Regions from separate parts of the Pan troglodytes genome. Here region 2 is linked to region 1. Evidence: chromatin contacts called from public Hi-C data. All regions are on one chromosome and are shown on one strand. Each heading gives the region's core, a stretch centred on a gene start, on an enhancer-like site or on the middle of the called end of the contact. The rest is flanking DNA. Distances are from core to core; before and after follow the strand shown. Region 1 holds the start of CITED2 (Cbp/p300 interacting transactivator with Glu/Asp rich carboxy-terminal domain 2). Region 2 has its middle 630 kb from the start of CITED2.

The links. A called contact is a pair of places that touch in the nucleus more often than the background predicts.
Region 2: a contact with region 1 is called in a Hi-C map of induced pluripotent stem cells, with 6 times the contacts expected there. The contact joins the enhancer-like site here to the promoter of CITED2 in region 1. A contact is called at or near these places in 2 of 7 Hi-C or Micro-C datasets (both in induced pluripotent stem cells) and 1 of 1 datasets of contacts at active chromatin or transcription factors (stem cell-derived excitatory neurons).

Annotation. Positions count from the first base shown.
Region 1 is chr5:151,228,165-151,234,042 of NHGRI_mPanTro3-v2.0_pri, reverse strand. It overlaps CITED2 (Cbp/p300 interacting transactivator with Glu/Asp rich carboxy-terminal domain 2), which reads left to right and starts at 2,944. Exons shown (of 2, transcript XM_009452108.5): 1 at 2,944-3,178; 2 at 3,639-5,343. The coding sequence starts at 3,647. The coding sequence ends at 4,468.
Region 2 is chr5:151,854,943-151,860,820 of NHGRI_mPanTro3-v2.0_pri, reverse strand. No RefSeq gene overlaps it. Among named protein-coding and RNA genes, the nearest start is that of CITED2, 630 kb to the right of the region's middle. Within about 2 kb of position 2,865, at least 2 of the 24 cell types and tissues checked have an H3K27ac peak or open chromatin away from gene starts, as enhancers often do. A contact at or near this core is called in induced pluripotent stem cells, where this site is marked.

The DNA of each region.
Region 1 (5,878 bases), core at 1,695-4,194:
CAATTACTTTTGCACCAACCTAAATAGTACTGTGTTATGGCAGCTCTGGGAAATGAATACAACCATTCAGTGCTGTGAGGGCCACAGACAGATCACTCGCTCGCTCACCCAGGTTCACGGGATAAACCCTGGTTATAAGGAACTTCTGGGAGCCCTGGGTTACTGTAAGTGCCCCCTAACTGGACTCCCTGTTTCCTGTCTTACTTTCTCTAACTATTCTCCACAGTACTGCCCTGATCTTTCTAAAATTCAAATCTTTCCTATCTCATGGCTTCACAAGCTTTTACCTGCCTCCCACTGTCTTTGGGATACAGCAAAATTTCTCAGCTTGAGGCCACAATGCCCTTGGCATCCGGCCCCAGCATATTTCTCCAACCTTATTTCTCTCATCTTTGCATTCAGTCCCTAGCCATATATTTTCTACCCCACTCCTAATGGGACCAAACTTCCATTCATCCTGAGGCCTCCACTTAGTCACCATCTCCACCGGAAAGCCTTCCCAAAGCAGCCAGGAGGGGGGTAGGTGTCCCTCCTATGTGCTCTCCAAAGCCCTTTCCTTCAATGCCTTTGTGGCATTTATCACAGTGTGTTCAAGGCCTGTTTGTCAGTTTTCTCCCTGTGACCGTGAGTTCCTATCTTGTTTGTATGTCCAGGCACCAAGAAAGCGCTTGGCACTTGGAGGACATTCAGTGGACGGATGAGAATAAATGAACAAAGCATGCCATGTTCCAACCAGCTGGTCCCAGAACTATTTTGTTCTCCTTTAAGGGATGGGGGATGGGCAGGTGACCTTTCCAGGGATTTCCCAATAGTAGGTAGAACCACTGGAGCTGGATGGAGCTCCACCTTTCCTTAGTGGTTGCAAGAGGAATTTAGATTAGACATTCAAAAGCTGTTCCTTGTGTCGAAAGACACTTGCAGTACAAAGAAGGGAAAGTAAACAATCCCGCGATTTTTGAGGTTGGGGTTTACCAATATTTTAGAATCTGTTTTTTTATAGGAAGTGGCCCCTTCAGGTATCCAAGCCTCTGATACGGTAAACTGCATGTCCTGACCTACAGGTAAAGGTGGTGGGAGGTTAGGAGAATAGGGAATTGTTGCAACTAACAATGCAATGTGTCCTGTGCCCGTATCTCTAAAAAGTAAATATTTTTGAGGTTTAAAAATTATTTGCCTGCACGGTTTGCCGGAGAGCCTGGAAGAGGAAAGAAGACAAGACACAAAGTAACAACATTTACAAAAATATGCCTGACTAGGAAAAGACAGAGGGGTCATAGACGAAAATAATCAGGATTGGGTCTCTTTTGCAAATTCCTGAACGGGGAAATGTATCAGAATTTCCAGTCCTCAAGAAACAGGGCCTTTAAAAGTCTTGTGTGCAAGAAGGGGGAAAAAGACGAGGGGGGGCGGGGAGGCGGACTCGCTCTTCGCAGCAGGAAGTCTTCAATGGCTATCGAGTTATGAAGAAACAACTGCCCAGAAGTCCTTATTCGGAGCGCTAAACTCGATTTTACCACATAAAGAGCAATGTAAAAGCTCAGAACAGCCCCATCATGGTGTTGGGGAAACAACTCGGCTTCCCCATGTGAGAAAGCCAGAGAGCTCCGACTGGGTAGTAGCCCAGACCTGTGTTAGGGGTTTTATTTGCAAGTCAATGAACCAAACGGGCGACCAGGCTCGTTGTGCCGCGTTGTGGAAGCAAGGTTATTATTATCGCCCATTGCCCCACTGAACAATTTCGCTGAAAAGGAAGAGTCCCAGCCGTGTGTGTGCGCGTGGTGCCATACGGGACGTGCAGCTACGTGCCCACCTCCAGAACGACTTTATTTACAAAGCGATTACCACGTTATCTATTTGTTTTCCTTTTCCAGCAAGAGCAGCCTTACTCAGCCCTCAAATTTCTTAATTACAAACCCGTTTGCTTCTAAATCAACCCCAAACCGTCAGGCAGAGCCCGGAGGGAGGCTCTGCAAGTTTGCACACACCCCCACCTCCCGGATCCAGGGCAACAGCAGAAGCAAGTAACTGTGTATGTGCAAAAAGGTGGATCTGGGGACGAGGATCGCTGAGTTTGTTTACAGAGCAGAGACGCCTCAGCTCGGATGCCAAAGCTACCAAGAGCTGCAAACGCAAACTTAGCAGAAGCACACGTACCCCGGGAGCGGCAGGCGGGCCCGAAAGCGCGGACTGGAATTCCAGGGCGCGGGAGCGGGGGTGGCCGGGCCCGCGAGCGCGCTCCGTCCACCTGCAGCCGCTGCCCCTCCCCGCCCCCAGCTCCTGTCCTTGAAAGGAGTGGAGGAAAAAAATGCATCTACAAGCGGTGATCTAGAGTAGGTCTACCCACTGCCCGTATGAAAACACAAAGGCACAGCCTAGGAAGGCGCGCTCAGGAAAGGGCGCATTATTTGTCCGGGTCTTTAAAACCCAACTCGAGGAAGCACAGCCATTCTTCGCTGCCTGTGGAAGCTTTTGCAAAACCGGGGAGGCACAAGGGCACTCTGGAGGGCGGGGGGCGCTGGGCGAGTCCCCTTTTCCAGTAGAGAGCTGGGCAGATCGCTAGGTGAACCGAGTGAGAGAGCTGGGGGTGGGGTAGATCCAGCCTGAGGGGGGCGGTGAGCTCTCCTCGTTGCTATCCCGGCAGGCTCTACCTTCGGGCGGGGCGGCAGGGGAGGATTTTCCCCCTGCCTCGGGGGTGGCTGAGCCAACCTCGCGTTTCTGGGCCGGGAAGAAACCAGAGTCGGGGGGCGACGGGGCGACTGGGCGGCCCCCGGGCCCCGCAGCCTCTGCAACACGTGCCACGGGCGGCGGGGACGCGGCTCCCGGACCCGGTCCAGGGTGTTCGCGGTGTTCCGGAATCCGCGTCTTGGCGCCGCCCGCCCTGGAGGCTCTCGCTCCGCCCTTCCGAAATGCCTATATTAACTGTGGCCAAAGCCCTAAGAAACACAGCTCATTGTTGGCAGCTGCCGGGCGGTCCTGCCGAGCTGTGAGGGCAGCGGAGGGGAAATAAAAGGGAACGGCTCCGAATCTGCCCCAGCGGCCGCTGCGAGACCTCGGCGCCGACATCGCGACAGCGAAGCGCTTTGCACGCCAGGAAGGTCCCCTCTATGTGCTGCTGAGCCGGTCCTGGACCCGACGAGCCCGCCCTCGGTCTTCGGAGCAGAAATCGCAAAAACGGAAGGTAAGCGCAACGGGCGAAGCTGGCTGGGGCTCTTGCCAGCCCAGTCCTCCGAGGGCAGGGTTTGCCCGGAGGAAGAGCGTGAGGCGAAGCTGGGGAATAACAACAGGATGTGCAACAACAGGATGAGGAGGGCTGATTTAATGCCTGAAGTTCGCAGCAGGGCTACGGGGCACTTCCTTTATTAGGCCACTTCGGGGAGCAGAGGGGGTGTGGGCTCGGGTCCCCCCGCCCGATCGCAGGGGAAGGGGCTGTTTGTGCAGCGTCCGGCTGTGTTATGAGTGGCAGCTCTTCCGTGGTGGCTAGCCCGGGTGCACAGGCTGCTAGTGGGATCTTGGGGGTGGTGGTTCGCAGCCGACGTGCGCCCGGGAATCCTGGGGGGCAGAGGCGGGCAAAAGTGGGGTGCGCTGTGGTGGGCGACACGTGTGGCGCGGGTCTCATTATCTGCCCTTTTCACTTCCAGGACTGGAAATGGCAGACCATATGATGGCCATGAACCACGGGCGCTTCCCCGACGGCACCAATGGGCTGCACCATCACCCTGCCCACCGCATGGGCATGGGGCAGTTCCCGAGCCCCCATCACCACCAGCAGCAGCAGCCCCAGCACGCCTTCAACGCCCTAATGGGCGAGCACATACACTACGGCGCGGGCAACATGAATGCCACGAGCGGCATCAGGCATGCGATGGGGCCGGGGACTGTGAACGGAGGGCACCCCCCGAGTGCGCTGGCCCCCGCGGCCAGGTTTAACAACTCCCAGTTCATGGGTCCCCCGGTGGCCAGCCAGGGAGGCTCCCTGCCGGCCAGCATGCAGCTGCAGAAGCTCAACAACCAGTATTTCAACCATCATCCCTACCCCCACAACCACTACATGCCGGATTTGCACCCTGCTGCAGGCCACCAGATGAACGGGACAAACCAGCACTTCCGAGATTGCAACCCCAAGCACAGCGGCGGCAGCAGCACCCCCGGCGGCTCGGGCGGCAGCAGCACCCCCGGCGGCTCGGGCGGCAGCTCGGGCGGCGGCGCGGGCAGCAGCAACAGCGGCGGCGGCAGCGGCGGCAGCGGCAGCAGCAACATGCCCGCCTCCGTGGCCCACGTCCCCGCTGCAATGCTGCCGCCCAATGTCATAGACACTGATTTCATCGACGAGGAAGTTCTTATGTCCTTGGTGATAGAAATGGGTTTGGACCGCATCAAGGAGCTGCCCGAACTCTGGCTGGGGCAAAACGAGTTTGATTTTATGACGGACTTCGTGTGCAAACAGCAGCCCAGCAGAGTGAGCTGTTGACTCGATCGAAACCCCGGCGAAAGAAATCAAACCCCCAACTTCTTCGGCGTGAATTAAAAGAAACATTCCCTTAGACACAGTATCTCACTTTTCAGATCTTGAAAGGTTTGAGAACTTGGAAACAAAGTAAACTATAAACTTGTACAAATTGGTTTAAAAAAAATTGCTGCCACTTTTTTTTCCTGTTTTTGTTTCGTTTTTGTAGCCTTGACATTCACCTCCCTTATGTAGTTGAAATATCTAGCTAACTTGGTCTTTTTCGTTGTTTGTTTTTACTCCTTTCCCTCACTTTCTCCAGTGCTCAACTGTTAGATATTAATCTTGGCAAACTGCTTAATCTTGTGGATTTTGTAGATGGTTTCAAATGACTGAACTGCATTCAGATTTACGAGTGAAAGGAAAAATTGCATTAGTTGGTTGCATGAACTTCGAAGGGCAGATATTACTGCACAAACTCTGCCATCTCGCTTCATTTTTTTAACTATGCATTTGAGTACAGACTAATTTTTAAAATATGCTAAACTGGAAGATTAAACAGATGTGGGCCAAACTGTTCTGGATCAGGAAAGTCATACTGTTCACTTTCAAGTTGGCTGTCCCCCCCGCCGCCCCCCCCCCACCCCCATATGTACAGAAGATAATAGGGTGTGGAATGTCGTCAGTGGCAAACATTTCACAGATTTTTATTTTGTTTCTGTCTTCAACATTTTTGACACTGTGCTAATAGTTATATTCAGTACATGAAAAGATACTACTGTGTTGAAAGCTTTTTAGGAAATTTTGACAGTATTTTTGTACAAAACATTTTTTTGAAAAAATACTTGTTAATTTATTCTATTTTAATTTGCCAATGTCAATAAAAAGTTAAGAAATAACTTGTTTTCTAGAAGTCATTTGGGGTGGTTGTTCCCTTTGGTGTCTTTTTTCCCCCGTCTTTGAGTTGAACACTATTGATGAGAGTAAGCATTCCAAAGGATAAATTACAGGACACTAAAACAGGTCATGATGAGCTTAAGCGGAGAGCAGGATTTAACATAATTGGCATAATGCTTCATTGTTATCATTGTAACATGCCTCTTGGTGTGCTTTAATCAAAAGCTGCAAAGTTGTCACAGTGCTTTTTTTTTTTTTCTTAATTGCCATCATATCAAGTGTACTCCAGAGTTAGAAAGGTTTGCAATACTCAACATTATCTTTTTCAATGGGCAGGAGGCAAAAAAAAATGGTGTTTCTGTTTATACCTGATTCAACTACTTAAAATGGAGGTAGATTGGAATAATATACTGATTGATTGATGGGGGTGGCATTAAATATAAATCTACCTTTATCTCCAGTGATGAGAGTTTTATTTCTCAGCAAAAGTGCCAAGGATAGGTACATATTTTCTAGCGTAATCTCTGAAACAGTGTC
Region 2 (5,878 bases), core at 1,616-4,115, 630 kb before region 1:
CAAATCTACATATTGTAAATAATTACAGTTTATAAATCACTTTCAGTTAATTATATTAAAATTCGGAAAACAATAAAAACTATTTACTCAAAGTATATTCATTCTGATTTTTCTACAATTTAGTTTATCTTTTATTTAGCCATTCAACAAAATATTAGTAAACCTCTATCTATTACTTTCCTTCTGATTATTATAGCTTTTCAATGACCCTATTTAATTCTTTTTTTTTTTTTTTGACAAAGTCTTGCTTTGTCACCTAGGCTGGAGTGCAATGGCGATCTCGGCTCACAGCAACCTCCACCTCCCAGGTTCAAGCATTTCTCCTGCCTCAGCATCCCAAGTACCTGGGATTACAGGCACCTGCCACCACACCCAGCTAATTTTTGTATTTTTAGTAGAGATGGGGTTTTGCCATGTTGGCCAGGCTGATCTCGAACTCCTGACCTCAGGTGATCTGCCTGCCTCGGCCTCCCAAAGTGCTGGGATTACAGATGTGAGCCACCGCACCGGCCATTTAATTATTAAATAATGAAATTCTATCCATTCTTCAAAAACTAGAGGAAAATGCCATGGCAATGCTTTTGGCTTTTTACAAAAATGTAATTAGATATTAGTATTTATCCAGGCATTCTGCTAGTCCAATGAGTAGTGGGGATACATAAATAAGTAAATTAATGTCCTTGATCTTGGGGAATGTCCAGCCTGTGATCAACAGTGAAAAGTATATAACAAGTGTGCCAGTAAAATGAAAAACTGCCAAGAAAGGCCTTTTTAAACATGAAACCAATGGAAACACTCACAAAGGAAAAAGATGATAAAATGTACTTCATATAAATGAGGACCGTCAATTTCTCAAAAAAAAATGCCAGTACAAACAGGTAAGGGAGTTAATACATATATATATACACACACATATATGTATGTAAACATTACATATGTGTATATACATGTGATATGTAGATGTATGCACACAAATAATCAACAAATAGATAAGTCAAAACAGAAAAGCAAACATAAAAGCATGAATAGAAAAATCCTTTGCAAAGACATGGATGAAGCTGGAAGCCATCAACATTTAACACTGTTAGGAAATAAAAGTTTGGGTCAATGTGCCCCAAACTGTTATCAGTGGTTGCCTCTTGCAAGTGAGATTACATGAGACTCTCTTTCTCATTTGTATATTTTTATACTGTTCACACTTTTTAAGATAGTATGTATTACTTTTATAATAAGAATAAAAGCAATAAAAATACAAAAAAAAACAGTTGGGGGACTTAATACGTATATATATAAACATTACATATGTGTATATATGAGATATATAGATGTATGCACACAAATAATCAACAAATAGATAAGTCAAAACATAAAAGCATGAATAGAAAAATTTTCTAAAAACATGAATCCAAAATTTATAGAATAGTAAAAATGACCAGTATTTGAAAAGTTATTCTATCTCTCCAGCAATTAAAGAAATACACAGAAAGATAACATTTTCATTTCTAAAACTAGAAATAGAAATTATCTTTAAAATATTATTTATTTTTATTAAGTGCTGGCAAGGGTGTGACAAAACAGCCTCTATATATGTATACATCGTGTGGAAGAATAAATTGTGCAACATTTCTCGAAACAAATTTGTTGATATTAAGGAGGAAAAAAGAGCTTTATATTCTTTAATCCTGTAACTCCACAAATGATTTAAAAAATGAAAGGAATTGAAGAGTTTAACAATAAAGAAATTTTTAAGTAAATGAAATATTACACTGCCATTAAAAATGATGTTTTCTAAAATATTTAATTTGCATGGAAAAACAAATACTTTGATATATTGAAGGAGCCTAAAACAATATTAATCACTTTAAGATAAACCATGTACATAGAAAAATCTTGAAAAGAAATACATTAAAAATTTTAGCCGTAATTATCTCAAATAAGTAATTCCGTAATTTTTACTTTCTTATTACAAATCTTCTATACTAACAAGAATTTCCTTAAACAATAATAATAGTTCCATAATGTTATGCAGTTGATTAACAGAATAGTAAAATTCAATGTCTTTCCTATCTGCAAGAAAAAGGTCTGGTCATAATTAAAGACCTGAGACTTTAGGACTAGTATTGGAAAGCAGCAAGTGAGCATGAAATCCACTTCCTGTTTGAAGACACAATATTGATATTGAAAGCAAGGGAGGCAGGGGAGGCTCATACTCACGTGCTGGTCGGAGAGCTACCAACAATATAGGTCAGATGGATGAGAATCAAATGCTGGGGAAACTAACCCAGCAAGAGGGGCATTTATTGGCACAATATGATTAATTCTAACTAAAAACAAATCGCATCATCCTAACCACAGGGCACACTTTAAATATTAGTCAAAATCTTATCTTAATATTTTTTCTGGTTTAGAGGCTTGTGGTTTAAAAACAATATACACAATTTATCTTCAAGAATATGAAGAGTTTTATAATGAGGTTACTAGCAAATTGTTCTTCTTTATAAAGGATTGAATAGCAGAAGGAGAAATAGGTTTCAATCACAGTAAAAATGTATTAGTCAGAGTTCCCTAGAGAAACAGAACCAATCTGATATCTAGATATCTATCTTTCTATCCAAAGAGAGAGAGATTTTTTATTATAAGGAGTTGGTTCCCTAATTATGGAGGGTGACAAATCCCATGATCTCCCATTGGCAAGCTGGAGACCCTGGAAAGCTTCCTTCCAGTACACTTTCCCTGGAAAGTGTACTTCCAGTCTGAGTGCAAAGGCCTGAGAACCAGGAGAGCGGATGGTGCAAGTTCCAGTCTGTGTGTGGGTGTCCAATGGCCTAGCTCAAAAACAGACAGGGTGGGCAAATTCTCCTTTACCCAGCCTTTTGTTCTGTTCGGGCCTCCAAAGGATTCCATGAGGCCCACCCACATGGAGAGGGCAATCTGCTTTACTCAGTCCACCAATTCAAATGGTAATTTACCCAGAAACACCCTCACAGACACCCTCAGATAAATGTTTAACCAAATATCTAGGTACCCTGTGTCCCAGTCAAGTTGACATACATCAAATTAAACCTCACAAAGAGAGAAGGGATTTTGTTTGTTTGTTTGTTTGCTTTGCTTTCTTTTCTTTCTGGAGGTATGAATAAAGAACTTCTCATAAAATTTTAGCAACCAATTGCATAGAAGTTTATTATCTTGCCACTCCTAAGCTCTTCAAAATAGTACACTCAAACATCTAACTTGCTTTAGGTTTTTACTGCAAGCCTAAAGTCTGCTTAGAAACAGAAGAATGGACAAAATGACCTGTTCCTCTTCCTTAAAATTCCCATATTAATACACTACAGTCCATTGTTTAAGATAGAGAGAGTAATAGGTGACACACAATATTTAGTTTTGAGTAGCAATTAATAAATATTACATTAGAAAGATGCCAGATGCACATTAGACTATTCGCCTTTAATTTCATATCACATCTTTGCAAAATCACAGCGGATAGGCCAAAACTGGAGGAGGAGATTTGAGAGAATATATGTGAACCTTATGGGTGGGCCTCTGCAATTGTTAAAGCATTAGTGAATGGGATCTTTTTCCTAGAAGAGAAATGCAATTCTGTCAGGATAAAGAGGGAACTGTTTTCCTTTTTATGAAGCAGAATTCCTTTCTAATTCTCTTTTACTATAAGTGCTGTGGCATGTGTTTTAAATTATATTGTATGCATGTGTTCCCTATAAAATTAGCCATCATGACCCATTGTTCCACAGTTCTTCTTTCATCACATTTTAGAGGCCGGTGTTCCATATTAGCAAATAGCCCTTAGGGAAAATTATGCATTTTTCCATACACCAACTTTGTTACATGTTTGATAACACTTATTGTATATTTAAAGATATAGGTCAATATACAAAATTTTTTAAATAGTAAAACAAGTCACGAATTGTTTCCTCATGGCAAACAAATGAGGAAGTCTAAATGAATATATCTAGCTTTGATATCAAAGCAGAATTAACAGCTTCACTTTTAACTCATATGTACACGAATATATATAACTCCATCAATACGTTAACTAGGATGAAGGCATATTGCCAAGTTTAGAACCCACTCAAATTCCTTGGGTTCTGAGTTTAAATAGAAATTTGAAACTTTCCAGGTCCAAGGTCCTTTTTGGTGCTTTAAAAATGTGACTTCCTGATTTAAAAAACTAAACATTTTTGGACACCAGCTTACTCACGCAAAATATGATAAGTGTGAATGAATCAGTAACATATGGATTACATTTTCTTTCTTAAAATCTATGATTTTTTAAAACCTTTTAAATGAAAAATTCATGGTAAAAACATGCATTGGATTTAGCCAACTCTAAATCATTCGAAAAATATTTGTAAGGCATTTTTCTCTCAATGGATATGTGGCAGAATTTCCAGCCCATAACATTGATGTAATTGCACTCTTTCCCCAACCCTCTCCCCACACCCTAGAATTAATACACAAGAGAAAGCAATTAAACTGCTACTAAATTCTCCTTCTCACTCTTGCTCTTTTTCTCCCTGCTTCCTTGAATGTGTCCTGAAAATCATATATTATTTCTGTTGCAATGACATAGATGTTTTTAAATTAAATTTGCTCCAAACTATTCTAAATGTAAAGCCCTAGCGAATAGCAGCAAAGATATGCATTAATGATGATAAGGAATACATTTGTTTGTGATTCAAACAGGACATCCCAAAGACAAGCATTTTCTTGTCTTCAGTCTACAATCCATTAATCAAAATTAACTACAACCAAGATATTTTCTCAGAATGACCTCTGAGTACTCGAGTGGTAAATAAAACTACAAGAAAATAAGAATATTGTAATGTCTTCAATCTCAATATATTGAGGTGTGTATGAGGATGTGTTTGTGTGTAAAATACTATTTTCTGTATTTATAAACCTTTATTTGGAATGTTTTCTGTCATCAAGCACCTTGAATTAGACTTTGACATAGAAAAAAATGATTTTATGCTGTAGTAAATCCTATATCTAAGGTCACTGAATTATCTGCATGAATTATCTATGAAAACAAGATTATATATCCATGCTGCCTGATTGCAATTCTGTTCCGTTTTCTAGAATTCTGCATGTTTATAGCCCTGAGTTGTGCATGTTTTCTGAATTTGGTCAGGGCACTTTGCCAACTGCACATTTGGAGAGTTGTAATATCTTATCTATTCAGCTCAAACACTGCTGAGGTCTGAGCTAGGTTTGGACTATCAATCAGAAATTATTACCTAATGGATTTCTGATTTAAGGATATAAATAAACATTCCATTTGTTCTAAATAATGCTTACCTTGTATAGATATGGCATGCCACCTATTTAATTCAGATTTTTCTTTAAATAATATATACAAATATACAAGCATAGTATATGGAATATTAAATACCACAGTGTATAATACCCATCTAGGTTATTTATACATAGCAAAAACTAAGAATCCTAAAATTCTCATATTTTATGCAATAGTACAAATGCTACAACAGTATATAATATTTATCTATATAAAACTTAACTCTGAAGACATAGCCACAATTACATGGACTATGGTAGATTAATCTATGAAGATGGTCTCCCAACTCTCTAATGACAATTAATAAATCCAATTACTATTATGACTTGAATACTATGTTTTTGTCTTAAAATCGACTGTGTCTGTTTTCTGCATCCCATGTAAAAGAATGTCACCCTAAAATTTTCAAGAATGGTGAAAATTTCCTAAAGAATTTAAAATTTAACTGTGATAAAAGTTGGGTTTATTTATTCAACATTCAACAAACTGTATTGAGTGTCTACAAAGTGTCAGATATCCTCCTACTTCTGGGGGTTTTCAATGGCTGCATAAAATTTATGC